3 separate regions of the Mus musculus genome follow, and regions 1 and 2 are each linked to region 3. The links are chromatin contacts, called in public Hi-C and promoter capture Hi-C maps. All regions are on one chromosome and are shown on one strand. The core of a region is the stretch at or near the end of the contact, and the rest is flanking DNA. Distances in the headings are between cores, read along the strand shown.

Region 1 (4,658 bases), core at 1,671-4,170, 52 kb before region 3:
AACCAGAATTTGTAGTCCTTTGTTTGCTTAATGACAGCCATTCTATTTTAGCAGAATTCATTTGCGTTTTCCTGTAGATTAGGAGTGTTGACCATATTTTATGTATTTATTGGCCATGTGTAACTCTTTGAGAACCGTTTACTAAATGGATTGGTTGGTCCATTTACTGATGGTTTTGTTGCTTACTTTTTGCAATTCTTTAGATAATCTAGCTATTTTTTTAAAATTACTTTTAGATTTATGTAAGTGTGTGTGTGTGTGAATGTTGAACCTTCACGTATGTCTATGTAGTACATGTGCCCTGTGCTCACAGAGGTCAGGAGGTCAGAAGAGGGAAGGAATTGGATCTCCGGAAACTGGTGATCCAGATCATTGTGAGCTACATCTCCGGAAATGCCCACAGGCACACGTCAAGTCTTGTTTCCTTTGCTAGGTCACTTTGCTAGTGTTGAGTCTGGAGCAGTTGATGTCCACAACTGGCTTCACTTACGTTTCTGCGTTGCACGCCGGGTCCCTCTGCTGCCCACACTTCCTGTGCAGTCTGTGGGCTAGGCAGACTCCCCAGATCCTCTTCTCTTAGGGTAACTAAAGGGGAGCCTTTTCCACACGGACTGGGAACGCGAAAAACAGCAAGATAACTGAGCTTGGTATGGGGGCAGGGGATTGATCTTTTTACTTCCAAGACTTGATGAGTGTCAATCATCCTGCTGGAGGGGTGATGGCAAAGTGGGTCGTGTTATAGGAGCCAAGTCCAGCATGAGAACTTGAGCTCTTGGGCCCCATAGTGGCACACTGGTAGTTCCAGAGTCTGAGGCTCCCAATGAATGCAGGCGCAGAACGACTCCAGGGTTCTTCTTGGTTGAGGAGGCCGTTGGCCAACCAGGTGCTTCCTTGCCTGTGCTGAGCCTCCTCCGGCTGTTCCCTCTTCTCAGCCTCTCCTCCTTTCACCCCTGCTACGGTCGGTTTTTAACAAGTTACGTCTCAAGACAGCAAGCAGACCAGCCACGGCCATCCAGGTCTTACTGAGTGACGGGGGCTTTGACTCCAGTGCTGATCCAGCTGCCCGATCTGCCACTAGAGTTGAGGTGAGTGGGACTGTCCTGAGGACTCTTATCTCATCTAACACAGGGCACAGCTCACCGCCCTGTCATGTGGTTCCCTCCACGTTTAAGGGTCCTTTTGTGTTTTTTTGTTTTTTGATTTTGTTTGTTTGTTTTCCGAGACAGGGTTTTTCTGTATAGCCCTGGCTGTCCTGGAACTCACTTTGTAGACCAGGCTGGCCTTGAACTCAGAAATCCACCTGCCTCTGCCTTCCGAGCGCTGAGATTAAAGACGTGCGCCACCACGCCTGGGTCCTTGACCTGCCTCGTGTGATTAGTGAATCTTCCTGTTCTCATCTGCAGTGGTAGTCGGTGAGGGGTTCTGCCTTGCGGGAATGTGTTACACAGGATGCTGCAAGTATCTCCTACAGAAACAGACACACAGCATCTTCTGCCCTGTCTCAGCCACAGTTGGTCTCCTTTGCCCACCCTGTAAGAGCCCTGTCCTCTTACACCAGCATCGTAAGTAGGAGCTGCCCGAGACATTGCTTTCTGAGGTTTCACAAACAGCTTAACAATTTCACAGCAGTCGCAGTATTGGGGTTTTGCCATGAACCCGTGGGAACAGCGTGGCCGCGAGATCTGACAGAGCTGTTTCAAAATCCGGATCGAGGAGTCGGGGAATTCCTAAGAAGCATTATGCAGCCCCTGGGAGCCTTGGCCTTGTCTGAAGCGGCTTCTGTGAGCCAGATCAGATTCTTGCTGACCCCAGGAGGCAAAGAATAGAAACCTGGAAAATCTAGAGGAACTTCTCCTCGTTACCTGCCACGAACACCAATCTTGTTTCTCTCTAGTTATCTGGGTAACGCTCTGGTTTCTCTACTTGCTTTTACTGAGAGGCAGAACAGGGACAGACAGAGTATTTATGGAGGCTGCTTTTCAAGCACAGCTTCTTTGGGCTGACCTCCCAACTCCCTGCAACAAATGCTGAGTCCTCTGTCTGTAACTCATGCCCATCAATGCCCGGGCTGCTGTAAAGTATTGAGGCCTTTCTAATTGATCTGGGTGGCTGCCCTCGTGGAACTAGGAGGATTGTTTTAAATGCATCTTCAATGGTCAAATCTTTTAAAAATCTTTTTAAAATATAATATGCAGATTAGCTTCCTGTTGTAAAAATTGGGAGAGTGGCTAAGACAGGGGTTTTCAGGACTTTCCAAGAGTACAGTTCTTCTCTCAATGATAGTTTTTGATAATCACGTATAAAGCAAGCCTGAGCTCATCAGATACATGCTTTCTACACTGGTGTTTATGTACCCATGGCGGCTGTCATTAGAGTCTCTGAGTATGATGGTTTGAATAATTAGGAGGTGAAAGGTGAGTGTTGGGCTGTTGAGTGAGCAAACAAATGTTTATATGGCAGAAGTGGCATTTCAGAAGAGTATAAATGCCCTATTTGGCATCAGCATGAAACCCCCAAGTGCAAGTTCAAGCCTAACCACCCACAGGATCGGCAGATCTACAGAACTCCCCTCCTGGGTCTCACTCAATAAAGGGTTCAGCTTTTCTGTGTTCTACGTCTTTGTATCTTGGGAAATGCTATGGTATAAATCAAGACACGTCAAACTATACCACAATAATAAATGGCCCCAGCTCTCAATTGTTCACAACTGCACAGGCTTATTCGCTTCTTGAGGTGTTCTAGGGGAAGAGCTGGAAGGCCTTATCAGTCATCAGCACGGAGATTCTGAGCAAACAGCTCACTGGTCTACGGTAACTGAGAAGTTCTGCCATCTGCCATACGCAAGCAGAAGACCCAGCAAAACTAGGTGCATGCGAATCCGAAGGCCTGAGAACCCAGGGCGTGTCTGAGAGCAAAGGCAACCGGAAGTGGGTGCGTTCTCTGCTTCCTGTTCTTTTCAGAACCTCGGTGGATTGACCGGGTGAGACCCACTTAGTGAGAGATGGCAGTCGAGGGTACTGAGTCGCTCATCCCAGTGCTAAGGTTATCCATAAGTGTCCTCACAGACACACACAGAGACACAGCACAGCTGGTGATGTGGCCAGTGCCTGAGAAAATCCGCATGATGCGTAAAGCTAACCCTTCATATCCACACCACATGCCAAGCGAAGATAGCTCCGGCTTGTACAGGCGAGAAAGAGGACAGAGAGTGCTATGTAGTGCTTCTTGGTGCATCTGCCCAGGGGTTTTCCTGCCTGTATTTCATTATCCACCCACTTTTCAGCAAATGGCCCGTGATGATTTGAATAGATTTGAGCCCCATGGAGAGTGGCACTACCAGGAGGTGTGGCCTTATTAGAGTAAGTTGTCACTCTAGAGGTGAGCCTTTGAGGTCTTTTATATGCCCAAGCTCTGCCCAGTATGGAACTCCAGTTCCCTCCTGCTGCCTAGAGATCAAGATGTAGAACTCTCAGCTCCTCCAGCACCATGTCTACCTGAGTGCTGCTGTGTTTCCTGCCATGATGATAATGGGCCACCCCTCTGAAGCTGTATGCCAGCCCCAATGAAATGTTTGCCTTTATAAGAATTGCCGTGGTCAACCCAGACACTATTGCATAGGCTAGCAAGATTTTGCTGACAGGACCCTGGTATAGCTATCTCTGGTGAGGCTATGCCAGTGCCTGGCAAATATAGCAGTGGATGCTCACAGTCATCTATTGGATGGAACACAGGGCCCCTAATGAAGGAGCTAGAGAAAGTACCCAAGGAGCTGAAGGGGTCTGCAACTCTATACGAGGATCAACAATATGAACTAACCAGTACCCCCCCACACACACACACACACACACAGAACTGTGTCTCTGGTTGCATATGTAGCAGAGGATGGCCTAGTCGGCCATCAATGGGAGGAGAGGCTCTTGGTCTTGTGAAGATCATATGCCCCAGTTCAGGGGAATGCCAGGGCCAGGAAGTGGGAGTGGGTGGGTTGGGGAGCAGGGCAGGGAAGGGTATAGGGGACTTTCGGAATAGCATTTGAAATGTAAATGAAGAAAATATCTAATTAAAAAATGAAAAAAAAAAAAGAGTTGCCATGGTCATGGTGTCTCTTCACAGCAATAAAACCCTGAGACATGACCTTTCCTGGGTTTAGCAGGCGTGAATGAAATACTCGGTAAATTCAAACACTGTCTACCACACCATACGTCGTTCTCATTTGGAGCCACTGCTTCAGTGACTGCCTCCTCACGTCTCCCCGAGTCATTCTTACCACCACCAGTCTATGCAATCCAAGTTCTGATCTTACCTAAGAACAAGAGGCCTCTCCCCTTATTCTCAAAACTACAGGAAATACATGGATGATCACATAAACACAGTTCACTGAGGACTTGCTTAAAACAGAGAGAATTACAGTGGAGAACAAGAAAAACTACAGCACTGGATCTAGCAATTTCTGCCCCTGGACTTGTGTCCATGCCTCTTTACTGCCTTTAGCTCCATGGTTCTCTCTAGCCCAGTCCTGGCCATACGTCACCGGCAGCCACAGTACCCTCCACCGTCCTTCTAAAAACCCACCACGTTCTTACCCAGAGGCAATGCCCCCCCCCCCCCCATAGCAGTACAGATGAGTAATTCTTCACACAGCGCTCTCAGCCCTAGGT
Region 2 (4,763 bases), core at 1,476-3,975, 54 kb after region 3:
GAGTTCAGCTCTGCAGCACCTCCGTAAAAGGTCTGGGATGGCAGCGTACACCCGGGTCGCAGCCCAGGGCTGGGAAGAGAAACAGTAGGATGATCTGAGCATTCGCCACTCAGCTGGATCCATCTATCACCAAACTCCATGCCCAACAAGAGGCTCTCTCAAATAAACAAATGGAAAGTGTCTGTCTCGCTCACACACAAACAGGCATGGGCATCCACACACACAGGTGCACACACATGCATGTGCCACACACACAAGAAAAACAAAACAAGAAAGCAAAGACTGGGTAGAAAGGCTTTTCACACCTGCAGGTTCAGCACTGGGAAAGTAGGACCAGGAGACTGGGGGATTCAAGGTCACCTTTTGCTCCGTACATGGTTTGAGTTCATCAAGGGCTATAGGAGACCCTGTCTTGAAAACAGCCCACAGAAACAAACAGAAAGCCACTGCTGGCTGGAAAATCAAAAACCATGGCGACCAATGATAGCCCACAAGACTTAAGAGTAAGCGTAATTGAGCCGGGTGTGGTGGCGCACGCCTTTAATCCCAGCACTCGGGAGGCAGAGGTAGGCAGATTTCTGAGTTCGAGGCCAGCCTGGTCTACAAAGTGAGTTCCAAGACATCCAGGGCTACACAGAGAAACCCTGTCTTCAAAAACCAAAAACCAAAAAAAAAAAAAAAAAAAAAAAAAAAAAAAAAAAAAAAGAATAAGCATAATAAACAGTAAATAGAAATTGTGGAAAAGTAGGAAAAGCGACTACTATATAAATCTTAGACAAGCTAGCCAGGGGGGCGGGAGGAGCGGGAGGAAGGTAAATAAGAAAGAGGAAAATTTTCAGAACAGCTTTGAGTAATAGAGCAATATAGCAACTGCATAAGCCTGATAAAATAAACCAAATGGTTACTATAACAAACACTGTACTGCGTTGGGGGCTGGCTCAGTAGGCAAGTGTTTGCCTGGCTCTGGCCTCTGTGCACGCCCACACACATACAAGCTTGCTCACACACCCTCATGTGTGCACCTACACAAGCGTGTATATGCACATTCCAGAAAGTAAAAGCGAAAGTGGAGAGCTCAATAAAAGTTTATGTTGATTCCGTGTTGGGATATTAAATGGATTTAAATCAGATTAAATTAATATGACCTATTTCCAAAGATTATGTTTATGTGACTACATGAGGTTTTTGATTATGTACATAGCTCACACACTTTGGTTAGACAATGATCCATGTGGTTTTTTTAATGATCCATGTGTTCTGTAACAGCCATCCAAGATAGAGCAGAGTAAATTTGTATTCAAGATTCACCCCTGAATATAAATAAGGGTGAAGTGGTAGGGAAGAGATTTAGTGGCCAGCACTGAAATATAACGAGACAGAACACGGGGATTAAGTTTCAAAGCAAAAGTGAGGTAAACCTTGATGGTATACAAAGTAATGATATCAAACAAGGCTCAGCACGCTTCTGCAGACAGCCTGGCAATCAATATTGTAAGCTTAAGGGCCATCTGGTGTCTGTCAAGGCTATTTAACTTCACCAGTATAAGTCAAAAGCAAAAAGACCTTGCCTGATTACAAGAGAGCATGGCTGACCCCACAGTGTTCAAATCTATTTACAAAGCCCAGGTTCTTAGCACCTTTCAAGACTTCTCAGTTTCACTGAGTTAGCTTCCCAGCAGGAGCAGACAGCGCTTGATCAAGTGGGCAGAAGAAATGTAAAATAAAACAATATGTACAGAGCTTCGCTTACCTAAACAGACAGCAGACCACACAGTGGGCCTGCCAGTTACAGTTCGCTAAGGCTGTAGTGCCAGGAAGGGGAAGGGTTTGGGGATGGAGCTATGGATGGAGTTCATTTGCAGAATGCTCATGCAGCACACACCGGAAGCCCTGGGTTTGATTCCCTTCTAGGTCATTGACAGACATCCTATGAGCTAAAAGAATTACAACCACTGACACCCTCCGCACAGAGAGTCTTGGGTAAGAAAATCCTTGGTCTGAGGATCCTGGGGAGGGGGGGGGAGCATTCACAGCCCAAGTTTTCTGCCATAGACAGAAAAGAGAACATCTGCTCTCAAGGGTGGGGTGTTCCTCCAGAACACAGACACAGTCAAGGAGGACTGCCCCGCTCTCCGAGGAAAGTGACAGGCAGCACAAGACAGCGCCAGGAGGTGGCAAGCAACTCGGGTGTCTTTCACAAAGCAGATTTATTCCTGATCAAACATTTGCTGACAGCACCCTTCAGTCTGTTTTATTTTCAGCATTAAAAAAACGTCCTCCTGCTCTATAGGACAGACAACTTTCAGAGCGTTGTCAAATGTCAACTAAATATTAACCAGTTTGTTTTAATAAGCTTCTCGATATCTAATGTGCATCTGAACACTGATCTAAGTATAAGGGCTTAGGCCAAAAAAAGGGAAAACATCATTTTTCCTCAAATAATCTACAGGATACCTTGCCAGCAGTCTCATCTTAACAACCATCTGTTTTCTTTTCATTTCACTGTCATTAAACAGAAATGGTTAATTCAAAAAAGGAAGGGACAGCCGACAAGCTTGGAGGATAAAGCATTTACCGCAACAAATATAAGGAGCTGAATTCAAACCCCCCTGGAACTCACATGGAGCTGATGTGTGCTGGAACCCTGGTGTTCCTATGGTGAGGTCAGAGCCTGAGACAGGAGAACCCCTGAAAGCAAGTGTGCTAGCTAGCCTGGGGTACACGGGTACACACTAGTGAGCAGGAGATTCTGTCTCAAACAAGACAGAAGGTAGGGACCAGAATCCAAGGTTAGCCTCAGACCTCCACACCTGCACCAGGCCACACATATGCCTACTCTTAAGCACACATAAGAACATAGTCTCTCTCTCTCTCTCTCTCTCTCTCTCTCTCTCTCCCTCTCTCTCTCTCTCTCTCTCTCTTTCTCTCTCTCTCTCTTTCTCTCTCTCTCTCTCTCTCTCTCTAAGGATCAGAAAACCAACATGTCATGTAGCTCTATCAATCATGGCCATTTTGCTCAGATGTCAGCCTGGCTCTTGGAGCCTCTAAAGCCACTGCAAAGATAACTCTTTCATGATTGATAAATTTTACTCCAAATCCACTCAAATGTTTAAAAATAATTTTCACTCGAGGAGAAACATCTATTCTGGACTTTGGCTAGAATAACCCTGCAGAAGTCTTTAAATAGTAAGGGCATCATCAGACCCAAAGTACCACACAGCCAGGCCCACAGAAATAGTCATTCTGTTTGTCCAGCTGCACAAAGTCCCACAGATCCCAGCCCCGAGCGTGCTCGGTATATTTAGCAACATTGCTTATCTCTCTTCAGTACATTTTTAATGATCCTAAGAAAGAGACCTCCACTGCTCCAAAATTTAACACCCATTTTTTTTTTCCAGTTTGAGTTTGTTCGAGACCCTTTCACCCTCTCCGAGGCCCAGAGGAGGTTATCAACCTCCCACGAGTTCCCACTAATGAGGTAGATGAGAGGTGAGCTCATACTAGCAACGCAGGAATGGCTGAGCAAGCGCCTCACAGCACAGCGCTGCCACTGTGAGAACCAGCCAGACTCAGTGGGAGAGACAGGATGGCTGGGCAAATAGATGAACGCTTGTTTGTTCTGGGACGCTCCCCGCCCCTTGCCAATTTTAAGAGATGTATTTTCGCTATGTTGCCCAAGATGGCTTCAAACTTATGATCCTCCTGTCCTTGTCACCTGAGTGCTGGGATTGTAGACTGTGCCACCACAATCTCTAATAGTTCTTACTCTCTGGCCAGTCACGAGGGGTCTGCATGTGGGCCATATGATTTGGTATCCATCTGACTAGAACATTGGTAGGTTTTTTTCCCCTCCTAGATTACAGAGTAAAAGGTTATAACTCTAACTGCCTGGTAGTCTCCTGTTCCAAAGAGACAAGGCAAATGCCGTTCACCCTCTCAGCCCTTTTGCACCATCATCAACAGCGAAGGGGGAAAAATAGAAGGCAGAGGCAACACCAAGGTCTAGATGCAACTCTGAAATGGCTTCCACACTGACCTCTTAAATACTGACATATTTTGACGGATGAAGCTGTTACTCTCCCCACACAGCCAGATAGTAAGAAAAGGCTTTGCAAGTTATTAATAAATAGCTACTCACTGTGGACTCAGAAATACATACTTAAACAAAACAAACCCCCACCCCAACTCCCCTCTGAGCCTTTTTGAACCACATTGCCTGAAGAACCAATCTGTGCAAACCATTGAGCCCGTGAGACTCTCCCAGCTCCTCGCAGCCCAAGGCACCCATGATCTCAGTCTGGATTCTTACCACAGAGAGCTAGTGGACTCACACTTCTGATTGTTGACAAAACAGGCCTTTACGTTCTCCTAGACTCCTTTCAGCACTTTGATGGGCTGACTCCTACTCATTTAGAATACTTTATTGAGGTGTGATTGACACACAGAAAATCCACACAATGCATATCCATCCAATTTGCTGAGTGTGGAAATAAGTAAGTGAATATGAAACTCTCTTCATGATTAATGCTGTCAATCTATCACTCTGAAAGTTTCCTCCTGTCTCCTGGCTTTTATCTCCACAGAAATCATGAATGTAAAAATCTAAGCAACTTTTTATATTCATATTATATAAAATTGAAAAGGATATGCATCTTTCTTTGATCAATTCCCTCTGGCCTTGTTTCTCTAGAACGTCTTTTCTAGCTTCTAGAAAGTTCTCTGGATTGGCTTTTCCAGTCTTAATACGTATGTCTTCTTCGTTA
Region 3 (4,813 bases), core at 988-3,487:
TTAACTTCCTGATGTGGATATTTTCATGTTAGATCAAGCATCCTGTAATCTACCTGAAATCTCCTAACATCTGAAAGAGACAACACTGATAACCCTAAATCTAAAACAGCACACCAACCGCTCCCCTGCTACAGAGGTTTGAAAGGAATGACCATCAATAATAATTTGGTATCGTTCTTGCGGCCCATGCAACCCTTGAGAGGGTAAAGGCACTCGCCACCAAGCTTGACGGCCTGAGGTCCAGGCCCCAGAACCCACAGGATTAACGGAGAGAACCACAAATGCAAACTGTCCTCTGATCTCTGCACAAATACAAACACAAAACAATAAAATAAATACATGTTTTTAAAAATCATCGTTCTTTTAGTCAAAGGGAAGAAGAAGCCAGTTCTCTTCATACACTTTCCCTTTCCCAAACAGTGCACCGAGGACTGGTGTGTGTGTGTGTGTTTGTGTGTGTGTGTGTGTGTGTGTGTGTTTTCTTTTTTCAAAAAGAAATTACACAAGATCCATAAAATCAAGAGAGACAGACACATCCATAGACCCCTCTTCTTAGCCTTGACCCAAGAAGACCCGCTGACTCTTATCTATTCTTTACCACCTGACCCCAGAAACTAGTTATGCAGGAAAACCTAAAAGCCCTAAAAGGAAATCCCCTTTGTGGCCTCATTTTAAAAAAAAATTATAAAGAATAACTTAAGCATGTATACACCACTCTGCATCAAAATACTAAAGGCAAAGCGAGGACAGCAAGGGAAAGAAATGATATAATACTGCTGACTGCCTTACTTCTATCTGAAATCTCAAAGATCCAGCTTCCTCCAGCACAAATTGAGTCTCCCGCAGTAGGCCACGAGGCTGCTGTTTAAACACCACCTCGGTGTTCCTTGGCCACGTCTTAAGCACGCTCTACCACGTCAGCCACTGATTACCTGGATCAAAACACACAGCCCGCAGCTGGACCCCCTCCGGCCTCCTGAAGCCACCCCTCGTGTGTGCAGCTCAGCCTTTTATAGTGGAGGCATGTGATGCGCGTATCTGCACCAGCTGTTCCTAATTACCTCTCAGTCTGGGGTGAATGACTCAGCAACACAAACTCTTTTAAAGAGTCACCCTACCTTGTTATCCAACCAACGTAGCGAACAAAGGGAAGCCACTTGACAGATCCGACGGTTAAACAACAAGAGGCGATCACTCCTCCAAAGCTACCCAACTCCAAGATGACTCACCAGGAGCCTTTTTTCCTCTAGACTCCCTTACGATGTCCAAAGCCAGAAGTGGCAAGCGCCTTCAAGCCCAGCCCAGAGCTTGCACCACTACCACAAGAGCAGGAAGAATAGGCCAACCCATACCTCTTCCCATTTCTCTGAATATTTGTAGAGCTCAAAAGCTCGGCCACGAACAAAAATCTACAGTGGTCATCCTTTAATCTTTCTGAACTGCCTTTCCTGCAAACCCAGTGAGCTGAGAGGAGTGCTCAATGCCTAAACAAAGACCCAGCAGGGGCATCGTCCTCCAAGGCTAGCAGTCACAACTCTACAATTCTCCAAAAGGAAAAAGAACAGCATCCTGAAAAAAAAAAAAAAAGTCTTTGTTCTTCCAAGCCTGTCTGGGGAGCAGGATTTTCCCACACGCGTTCTTTCAGAATTACTACTACGTCTGCCTTGACTCAGCGCACGCTGAACATAGAGAGCTCACTACATAAAAGCCATCGGCGCAATTCCACTAAATGACACCAAAGTCCCGGAGAAGATCGAAAACGCGCTGGCCCTGGCCCTACCGGACACGAACACAAAAGCTGGTGTCGTTAACATCGAGACCCACTCTGCCTATGCTGTGCGAGTCCACATTACAAACGTGCGCCAAGCAACAACAAAGGGAAGCGCGGAGCGCCCGGTAGTCCCGGAACCCCGGCCCGCTCGGCCTTGCCCCCGCAGCAGGCGGAGCGGGACGCGGCCCGCGGCGGAGCGCGGTGCAGGGCGGCGCCGGCACGGCCGGCCCAGAGAGTCCGCGCAGCGCGTAAACAGCGCGCAGCCCGCCGCCCCTTCTAGGCCCGCGCGGCCGCCCGCCACCAGCCCCGGTGACCCCCGGAAAGGACGGAAGGACGGCACCGCGCACCGCCCGAGCCACTTACCGGAGCCGAGACGCGGCGCGGCCCGACTGCAGGCGGCAAGCGGCGGTCAGGTGACTCACTCCCTCTGCGCGGACAGCCGCCCGTCTCCTCCCCTGCGCTCCGTTCCTCTCCGCCACCACCGCCAGCGCCTCGGGGCGCTAAAGCCCCGCCCCCGGTTCCGCCCCCGGGCCCCGCCCCGTAGCTGAAGCCCTGCCGAGCTCCAGGCCACGCCCTGCCTGGAGCCACGCCCCGTTCCAGGCCACGCCCTCCGCTAGTAAGAGCCTCTCTATTTCGCCTCCTGCGAGCTCCGTGTAACGTTGTGGATTGTATTGCTGAGCGCCAGGCCTCCAACCGCGTCGCCCTATCTCTGCCTTTGGTGGCAAGGTTACACGTCACGGAAGACCACCTCTTCCTCACCTGCTGAAGGCAGGGAAAAAAAAAGGCTGACGCCTCCACGCCCCCAGGGTTTTTGTTCACACAGCCCCTCTCCCCCCTCCCCCCCCCCCACACACAGATTAGATAAGGTCTTCTGCCCCACGCCCCCAAACCTCGGAAGCTCAGTTCGGCCAAGCTCCTGGGCTGCTTTCCTGTAGGAGCACAAAAACCAGGTGTTTGAACTTGCTGAAAAGGGTGTATGTCAACATCTGTCTGAAGCTCCGCAGGACTTTTAGGAGCAGATTCTGAGAGGGGGAGGCTGCTGCCCCTCTGAATGATCACTAGCTTCCCTTCTAGTTGTTTGTGTCCTTGAGGCCCTTCCTCGAAAACCGCAAGGCAGGTAACCTGGAGTGTGCTTTGCTCATTATAACCCATTAATATGCATGCTTCCCCGATCAAATCCCTTTACTCCTTGTGCTCAGCCAATACTGCTTTGAGAGTTATTCTTGCGCCCTTCATACTTGCCTGAATATAAGCTGCACTCTTATCTGCCTAGCCACGACGGACTGCATTCACCAATGGGCAAGCACGCTGTACTGGGCTTCATATCCGGAATATTGTACTGTCTGGCAGCCTCCTGTTGTCCCTCTACGCTGCACTACCAGGAAACATGGACGCATCCGTGTCTGGTCATGTCAGACGTCTTCCCTCAAGTCCTGGTCATGCTTTCATCCTCTGCTACTTATTGGGGTGTTAATCCAATTGTTCGTTTCTATTTTTTATTATGTTCGCTGTTGTTCAAGGCAGTGTCTTTACGCAAAGCTGCATGCACTCGTGGCAGGGCTTATCAGTCTGGAGAAAGAGAGGACTGGGCTGGCCAACCTGATTAAAAATGAGGAAGGAATTACCACCCCTGAGGCCAGTAGCCCTGGGAGGACTTGTAGGAAGAAATAATGTTGCTGGCTTTGAGTTCCAGAGGAAAGATGTAGAAAAATGGGAAGCCCCAAAATGTATGTGCTCCTTAAACACACACAGACAGTGCAAGGGCTCCAGGAGAGGGTTGTCTCCAAATAGTGATAACATTGACATGACTGCATCTGTACAGTGCGTAAGCTCTTGTGACTTAAGGACATTCAGTTACCTCTAAAGTAGGTGAGAATATGGCCTAAGTGCTGTGGGGTGGCCATGTAAGTGGTGACCTGGTGCCTTTGTGAGGCAGGGACAGCAACAGAGCTAAAACCAGGGCATGGCTGAGAGGAGTGTGGTCTACCAGGCTGTGAGGGGATCCAGGCGTGGAGGCAGGCGGCATGTTCAGGATCCTGAGATCATTATGTAGGTATTCAGTGAGAAATGAGGGGAGACACTTAGGGATAGACTGTGCGAGTTGATGGTGGTTCTGACAGACATTCGAGGGTCCTGGGGTGTCTGTCACACTCACTCTCCTTCCATCCTGAGCCAAAGTATAGTCTGCCTTCTTCCCACGCCTCTCGTGTACATTATTTCGATAAGTAGCCTTATGTCATGTGTATTAGCTCACAGAGAACCTCCCTCTAAGCACGTTTCTCTTGACTTGTCCTCTAAGAACACTTAGCATGGGATGCCCGCCCCAACTCTGTGACAAGACGAGAAGAAAAATAGCCAAGCAGTCTGCCTTAGTCGGAGTTTCTATTGCAGCAAAAAAAAAGCAGGACCAAGAAGCAAGTTGTGGCATTTTTATTATTTATTTATTTATTTATTTATTTATTTAATGTATGTGAGTACACTGTCACTGTCTTCAGACATGCCTTCAGAGGGCATCAGATTGCAGATGGCTGTGAGCCACCATGTGGTTGCTGGGAATTGAACTCAGGACCTCTGGAAGAGCAATCAGTGTTCTTAGCCACTGAGCCATGGAAGGAGCAACAGTGTTGACAGGCTAGACCCCCCAGAGCTCCCAGGGACAGGACACCAACCAAAGAATACACATAGCACTGGCAACCCATGTGGCAGAAGATGGCCTTGTAGGACATCAGTAGGAGGAGAGGCCCTCGGGCCTAAGGGTGTTCAACGCCCCAGTGTAGGGGAACACCAGAGCAGGAGGATGGGAATGGGGGGGGGGAGCACCCTCATAGAGGCAGGGGGAGGAGGTTTCCAAAGTGGAGACCTGGAAAGGGGAGAACATTTGAAATGTAAATAAAGAAAATAGCCAAGAAAAAAAGAGTATTAAAGTATTAAGAGAACAAATACTAAAAATAAAAAATAAAAATAAAAGCAAGTTGGGGAGGAAAGGGTTTATTCTGCTTACATTTCCACATTGCTGTTCATCAGCAAAGGAAGTCAGGACAG

The links. Promoter capture Hi-C pulls out the DNA fragments that hold promoters and counts their contacts. A called contact is a pair of places that touch in the nucleus more often than the background predicts.
Region 1: a Hi-C map of CD8 T cells shows a contact between it and region 3, with 1.6 times the contacts expected there. The contact joins the enhancer-like site here to the promoter of Bach1 in region 3. A contact is called at or near these places in 6 of 39 promoter capture datasets (the HPC-7 cell line, embryonic stem cells, erythroid cells and 2 more), 3 of 15 datasets of contacts at CTCF or cohesin (CD8 T cells, the G1E-ER4 cell line and thymocytes), 17 of 484 Hi-C or Micro-C datasets (CD4 T cells, CD8 T cells, ECoMG-derived neutrophils and 9 more), 12 of 115 datasets of contacts at active chromatin or transcription factors (CD8 T cells, the HPC-7 cell line, the SCID.adh cell line and 8 more) and 2 of 9 other capture datasets (adipose tissue and liver).
Region 2: a promoter capture Hi-C map of hippocampal neurons shows a contact between it and region 3, with 2.4 times the contacts expected there. The contact joins the enhancer-like site here to the promoter of Bach1 in region 3. A contact is called at or near these places in 12 of 39 promoter capture datasets (the C10 cell line, the HPC-7 cell line, HPC-7-derived erythroid cells and 8 more), 3 of 15 datasets of contacts at CTCF or cohesin (the NIH/3T3 cell line, large pre-B cells and pro-B cells), 40 of 484 Hi-C or Micro-C datasets (8-cell embryo, B cells, the C10 cell line and 25 more), 15 of 115 datasets of contacts at active chromatin or transcription factors (CD8 T cells, the HPC-7 cell line, the SCID.adh cell line and 8 more) and 3 of 9 other capture datasets (adipose tissue, bone marrow-derived macrophages and liver).

What each region holds. Positions count from the first base shown.
Region 1 is chr16:87,749,698-87,754,355 of GRCm38.p6, reverse strand. The region is part of intron 1 of Gm32925 (a long non-coding RNA gene); the gene reads right to left. Among named protein-coding and RNA genes, the nearest start is that of Gm32925, 13 kb to the right of the region's middle. Within about 2 kb of position 2,920, at least 11 of the 459 cell types and tissues checked have an H3K27ac peak or open chromatin away from gene starts, as enhancers often do. A contact at or near this core is called in CD8 T cells, double positive thymocytes and muscle stem cells, where this site is marked.
Region 2 is chr16:87,643,078-87,647,840 of GRCm38.p6, reverse strand. No RefSeq gene overlaps it. Among named protein-coding and RNA genes, the nearest start is that of Gm22808, 24 kb to the right of the region's middle. Within about 2 kb of position 2,725, at least 32 of the 459 cell types and tissues checked have an H3K27ac peak or open chromatin away from gene starts, as enhancers often do. A contact at or near this core is called in 8-cell embryo and hippocampal neurons, where this site is marked.
Region 3 is chr16:87,696,378-87,701,190 of GRCm38.p6, reverse strand. Bach1 (BTB and CNC homology 1, basic leucine zipper transcription factor 1) reads right to left here and starts at 2,237. Exons shown (of 5, transcript NM_007520.2): 1 at 2,135-2,237.